Linked DNA regions of Mus musculus: region 1 is linked to region 2. The links are chromatin contacts, called in public HiChIP or PLAC-seq maps. All regions are on one chromosome and are shown on one strand. Each heading gives the region's core, a stretch centred on a gene start, on an enhancer-like site or on the middle of the called end of the contact. The rest is flanking DNA. Distances are from core to core; before and after follow the strand shown.

Evidence for each region. HiChIP or PLAC-seq counts read pairs in DNA pulled down with a chosen protein or histone mark.
Region 1: an H3K4me3 HiChIP or PLAC-seq map of embryonic forebrain shows a contact between it and region 2, with 4 times the contacts expected there. The contact joins two enhancer-like sites. A contact is called at or near these places in 5 of 39 promoter capture datasets (the 3T3-L1 cell line, cranial neural crest, hippocampal neurons and 2 more), 3 of 15 datasets of contacts at CTCF or cohesin (the NIH/3T3 cell line and embryonic stem cells), 7 of 484 Hi-C or Micro-C datasets (embryonic stem cells and nephron progenitors), 3 of 115 datasets of contacts at active chromatin or transcription factors (embryonic forebrain and embryonic stem cells) and 2 of 9 other capture datasets (embryonic stem cells and pancreatic islet).

Annotation. Positions count from the first base shown.
Region 1 is chr6:85,301,181-85,304,163 of GRCm38.p6, forward strand. All of the region lies in intron 2 of Sfxn5 (sideroflexin 5), which reads right to left. Among named protein-coding and RNA genes, the nearest start is that of Sfxn5, 31 kb to the right of the region's middle. Within about 2 kb of position 1,406, at least 93 of the 459 cell types and tissues checked have an H3K27ac peak or open chromatin away from gene starts, as enhancers often do. A contact at or near this core is called in embryonic forebrain, where this site is marked.
Region 2 is chr6:85,153,909-85,156,700 of GRCm38.p6, forward strand. It overlaps the pseudogene Spr-ps1. Among named protein-coding and RNA genes, the nearest start is that of Gm33200, 11 kb to the right of the region's middle. Within about 2 kb of position 1,478, at least 77 of the 459 cell types and tissues checked have an H3K27ac peak or open chromatin away from gene starts, as enhancers often do. A contact at or near this core is called in embryonic forebrain, where this site is marked.

The DNA of each region.
Region 1 (2,983 bases), core at 156-2,655, 150 kb after region 2:
GATGGAATCTAGAAAACTACCTAGTGACTACCTTACAACTACCTTACAAATGACTACCTTACAACACAGATGACTTTCAATGACATAATGGACCTTCTAAAGATAGTCGCCCCCTTATCCAAATTTCCAGAGTCTTCTAGAAGGTTTCCATATCCATTCCATATCCAAGTCTCTGTGGCTGAGTTAGGGTTTCATTGTTGTGAAGAAACACCGTGACCAAGACAGCTCTTATAAAGGAAAATATTTATTATGGCTACTGCTTTGCAGAGGACCCCCAAGTTTGGTTCCCAGCAGCTATGTCAGAGGTCTCACAAATGCCTGTGATTCCAATCCCAGGGGATCTAAGGATCTCTTCTGGCCTCCATGGGCACTGCACTCACACGCACAAACTCCCACACACATAAAAAATTTTAAAACAACAAAGAAACTGAGTGCGGTGGCCCACGCTTGAGATCAGAGCGCCCGGGGAGCTGAAGCAGGAGGATCTCAAGTTTGAGGCCGAAAGAAGAAAAAGAAAGGGGGAAATGAAGACATCAAAAGAAACAGGGAAGGAGTCTGGAAAGATGGCCCAGTGATTAACAGCACTGACTGCGTCTTCCTGAGGACCCGGGTTCAATTCCCATCACCCACATGGCAGCTCACAAAAGAACCAGGAAAACATAAAAACTCATTCCCAGACACCGTACACCACACAGCCAAAGCTTGACTTTTCTTTTAGACTTTGAATATTTTTCTTTCCTTTGTGTTTGTTTGTTTGTTTTGGAGTGTAGGGCTTCACTTTGTAGCCCAGGCTACCCTAGATTTCACCATGTAGCTGGCCTCTAACTTGTGGACAATCCTGCCTCAACTTTCCAAGTGCTAGGACAGCAGGTGCACAGAACTGGCCTGTGTCTCAGTCAAACTGGACCAAGTTGTTTCAATTCACTTAGGCTGCACAGGAGTAAGTTCAGGATTTAACACTTGAACTAAGTTTCGTTAAACCTTTGCCAGGTACCCTGGACCACAAGCACCTCAGAACACTGTTGTTGCTCTTGGTTGGCCACCAGAACTTGATGGTAAGTGAGACAGTATTCTGAAGAAGCCACACAGGTCCCAGGACAGGGAGAAAGCAAGTACACACTGATCACAAAACTCCTAGGGGTGCCCAGGTCCCCCAAGGCTGAGTGGCTGAGCCTCCTCCTGCTGCCTGAGCCTCTAAAGACCTGGACAATGCATGCTCTACTTTCTAGTGAAATGCAGTAAAAGGCCCTGGATTCTCATTATTTCTCCCACCCCAGGGAGTCTCCTGAGTTCCTATAACAACCTGGCCAGGTTCCATCTCATTTGACACAGTCATCAAAGGCAGCCTCAAGCCAAAAGAATCAGTTCCAATAAAGCCCTGAGCTTGGCAAAGAGTGTGAGGAGGAAGGAGAGCCAAAGTTCCTGCAGACAGGCCTGAGGGCCCAGCGCGGAGAGAGCTGGAAGGAATGGTTTAACTCTGGGCCTCTATGCCACAGTTGACCTAAGTCTTGCTCAGAGGTTCTGTGGGGTGGACAAGTCCCCAGCCACCTGGGTGGAGAGGCCACAGGAACTGGCTGCTCTGGGGGGCTCTTCAGGGAGGCTTGGAGCTCAGAAGAAATGTCTCCCTGCTATGGCCTCCTCTCCAGCCACTGTATTATGGTGCTTGGCAGACGGCCCTTGAGGAGGGGGGAAGTGCTGGTGGTCAGTGCTGGGTGAGCTTGGCAGGAAGTCTTTTCAACCAGGAACAAACAGGCAACCAGCCCCTGAATGTAAAACCTCTGAGGGGCCCAGCTGGCTCTGGGGAGGCTGCTAGCCTGTGGCCCCTGCCTGAAGCCCCAGGCTAGGAGCAGACTGGCCAACCATGCTGCTTCCCAAGTCCCCATCACCAGCCCACCTGTCTACAGCCATCATGCCTCAAAGAGGTACTATGATCCTCTCTCTCTATATTCCACAGGGGTGTGGTCTCTGGAGGCCCTCTGCTGACACATGCACTGGGAGGCCTGCTCTAGCAGCAGACTATTGGCGAGGGCAGCATCTCGCCCCTCTGGACCTGCTGGAAAGCCCTGAGCAGAGCCGAGTAGGAAGCAAAAGTACAGGCTGGGAGGTTGGGGGAGCTGGGTCAGAGGTGGAGAGTCACAGGAAATAAGGATATAAAAAGGGAAGTGGGAGCTGGGTAGGTGGTGCACATCTGTAATCCTATTACTCCAGAGGTGAAAGCATGAGAATTGGGAATCCAAGGCTAAGCTCAGCTACATAGTGAGTTTGAAGCCATCCTGTGCTACATGAGACTCTGTATCAAAACATAAGCAAGAGGTGTCCCAGAAACCATCACCCAAAAAATAAAAAATAAGATAAAATAAAAAACCTCAGAACACTGTTGTTGCTCTTGGTTGGCCACCAGAACTTGATGGTAAGTGAGACAGTATTCTGAAGAAGCCACACAGGTCCCAGGACAGGGAGAAAGCAAGTTCACACTGATCACAAAGCTTCTCCCTACTGGCTCGCTCTCCTAGGACCAGAAGGTGATGATGCACGGCAGCTGGGAGAGAAAGTCATCAACACTTTTACTTGGTTGTTGTCCTGGCTGGCTTTGTGTGTCAGCTTGACACAGGCTGGAGCTATCACAGAGAAAGGAGCCTCCCTTGAGGCAATGCCTCCATGAGATCTGGCTGTAAGGCATTTTCTCAATGAGTGATCAAGGGTGGGAGGGCCCATCCCTGAGCTGGTAGTCTTGGTTCTATAAGAGAGCAGTCTGAGCAAGCCAGGGGAAGCAAGCCAGTAAGTAACATCCCTCCATGGCCTCTGCATCAGCTCCTGCTTCCTGGCCTGCTTGAGTTCCAGTCCTGACTTCCTTTGGTGATGAACAGCAACATGGAAGTGTAAGCCGAATAAACCCTTTCCTCCCCAACTTGCTTCTTGGTCATGATGTTTGTGCAGGAATAGAAACCCTGACTAAGATAGCTGTGAACTATAATAGCAACCT
Region 2 (2,792 bases), core at 228-2,727:
TCATTATGCCAGCCTTCTTGTGCTTCTAAATCTCTCCCACTCTTGACTTGCAGCCCAGCCAACTCTCATTGAGGACCCGAGGACCAGGAACAGCAAGGTGTCTATGCGACTTCTTCCAGGGACCTTTCCCTGGGCAGCCCAAGTATGAATGGTATTTTGTTCCTTTATTATGGCGTGCATAGAAAAAAGGAAGGACAGGGTGTTGCTACAGAGCGGCCAGAAGGGGGCAGGATAACATCAGTTTATAACTACTGCAGAGCCAAAAGATTGGAACTTGAGAGGGGTGCCCTCTGATGGTTGGCTTCCCAGTCCGCCCTAGCTAAGAACTGCCTAGTCCTACCACTTGAACTTTCTGAAACAAAGAGGAGCTAGCCGCTAGCCTGCTTGCCTGTAATTCCGATGGACTCTAGCTCACCTCAGACTAAAAATGGATCAAAGCAATCTCTATGTCTTTCTCTCCTGTCCTCCTCAGACATCTCCAGAGAGCTGGGATATTTTTCTTTCCCATTTGAGATTATGAAGTTGTTTCTAGAGTGCATGACACAGGTTGAAGGATAAGTACACAGGTCCCAAGGAACCAAGCGTTTTCACTGACAGTGATGAGTCTTGTTCGTGAGATTGTTGTGATTCTCAGCCTTTCTCTTCCCCTGTGTGTGCTCTTCATTTTCTGGTTCTGTCTGCCTAGCACCTCCTGGGGAAGCTGCTGTGCTTTTCCAGAGAAGGCTTCTGTTAATCAGAGTGCAAAGGGACCACAAGCTCTACGCAGGCAAGGACTTCATCCAAGACTGTCACTGGTCTCTAACTGGTATGTCCTGTATGGATAAAGACAAACCAACCCTGGAGGGGGAAGCTGATCCTGGAACAGGGTGGAAATTGAGAAAGGGGCTGAACTTATGGGAGTGGCGTTCAAGGGGAACTTAGAAGCACTAGGAAGGGGACTGGGATTTCCTGCTGAGCCATGGCTCCCTGGCTATTCGTCACTTTTTTCACCCAAACACGAGTGGATGCTGGCCTGAACTTCCACTGTCCAAAGCCAAGGATAGGCTCCGCCCCACGCTGGTTAGGTAGCAGCCCATGAAGTTGAGCTCCAGACAAAGAGTGTGGCAGGCTGGGAAGCGCTGTGTGCGTGCTGACCGGGGCCTCCTGGGGCTTTTGTCCCGCCCTGGCCCCGCAGCTAGCCCGGTTGCAGTTACCGGGTTCGGTGATGCTCCTAAACGCACGCTGTGAGTTCGTGCTGTGGCAACTGAAGGAGGAGCTGGGCTCGCAGCAGCCGGGCCTGCACCCGCTCCACACACCACTCTGGCAGCTGCGGGCACCGAGGCCGGCATGCAGCGGTTGCCTCTGAGCGCGATGCTGAGCTCCCGAGGCCCGAGGGGCTGCAGCGCCTGCTGCTCATCAACAACGCAGGTGAGACTCCGGTCCAGACCCCGGCTGCGAGCTCTCACCTCATCGCCTTTTGGGTAAGAGGAGGGCAAGTTCGCAAAAGTCCAAAGTCCAAGAGGGTGTACCAGTGTCACTGATGAGTGACAGTGCCTCCTGGCGGGTGTGTGAGTCAAGACTTTTTGAACAAATCTCTCTGCTTTACTAAAGAGCATTCAGGAGTAGTCTTAGCTTGCATTAGGGGTGTCTGCAGAGCTGGGGCAGAGGGATAGCAAACGCCTATGGGGAGGAACTGAGGAAGGCTGAGGAAGAAGAGCGCCCCAGTTGTGCCATTTCTTTGGTCCTGTTTTTTTTTTGTTGTTGTTGTTTGTTTTTGTTTTTGTTTTTCAGCCACTCTTGGGGATGTTTCCAAAGGCTTCCTCAACGTGAATGACCTAGCTGAGGTGAACAACTACTGGGCTCTGAACCTGACCTCCATGTTCTGTTTGACCTCCGGCACCTTGAATGCCTTCCGGGATAGCCCTGGCCTGAGCAAGACTGTGGTTAACATCTCATCTCTGTGTGCCCTGCAGCCCTACAAGGGCTGGGGTCTGTACTGTGCGGGGAAGGCTGCCCGAGACATGCTCTACCAGGTCCTGGCTGCTGAGGAACTGAGTGTGCGGGTGCTGAGCTATGCTCCAGGTAGGTGGGTGCTCCTGACAGTGCTGTCCCTAGACTTAGCTGGTACCTTTCTGCCACACCACCTCCAATAGGATCTGTGTGACAAGTGCCACAGAGTGAGGAGATTGACCTCAAAATGGGGAGGCCTCCTGGAAGCCATTATGGAACTCTTTGCCGGAGAAAAAATTATTGAGCTGTAGTTCTCATGGTGATCTATCTGTTTTGTTTTTTCTTATTCCTTTTCTTATTTACATGTTCTGATAGCCTAGACCAAGATCTTAAGTGAGAATAATGGGTCAGAAACCATCCCTAGAGATAAGGTCACTACAGGACCTTATCCCCAGGGAAGCCAACACTTTACTTTGTAAATCATTTACAAAACTATGATGATAGATAAAAACTTTCCCAACAGCCGGGCGTGGTGGGGCATGCCTTTAATCCCAGCACTCAGGAGGCAGAGGGAGGCAGATTTCTGAGTTCGAGGCCAGCCTGGTCTACAAAGTGAGTTCCAGGACAGCCAGGGCTATACAGAGAAACCCTGTCTCAAAAAGAAACAACAACAACAACAACAACAAAAAAACCCCAACTTTCCCAACAGTAAAATTTCATATGTGTGTCATCAGAGGTGGGTTTTGGTATATGGTAAAGAAAGCCTTAATTAGAAAAAAATTAAAATAGTTTAAATTTACGTGTTGAAGATTTTTTTAAAAATGAGGCATTAGATGTTAAATAATAATTGACCATGGGGCTGG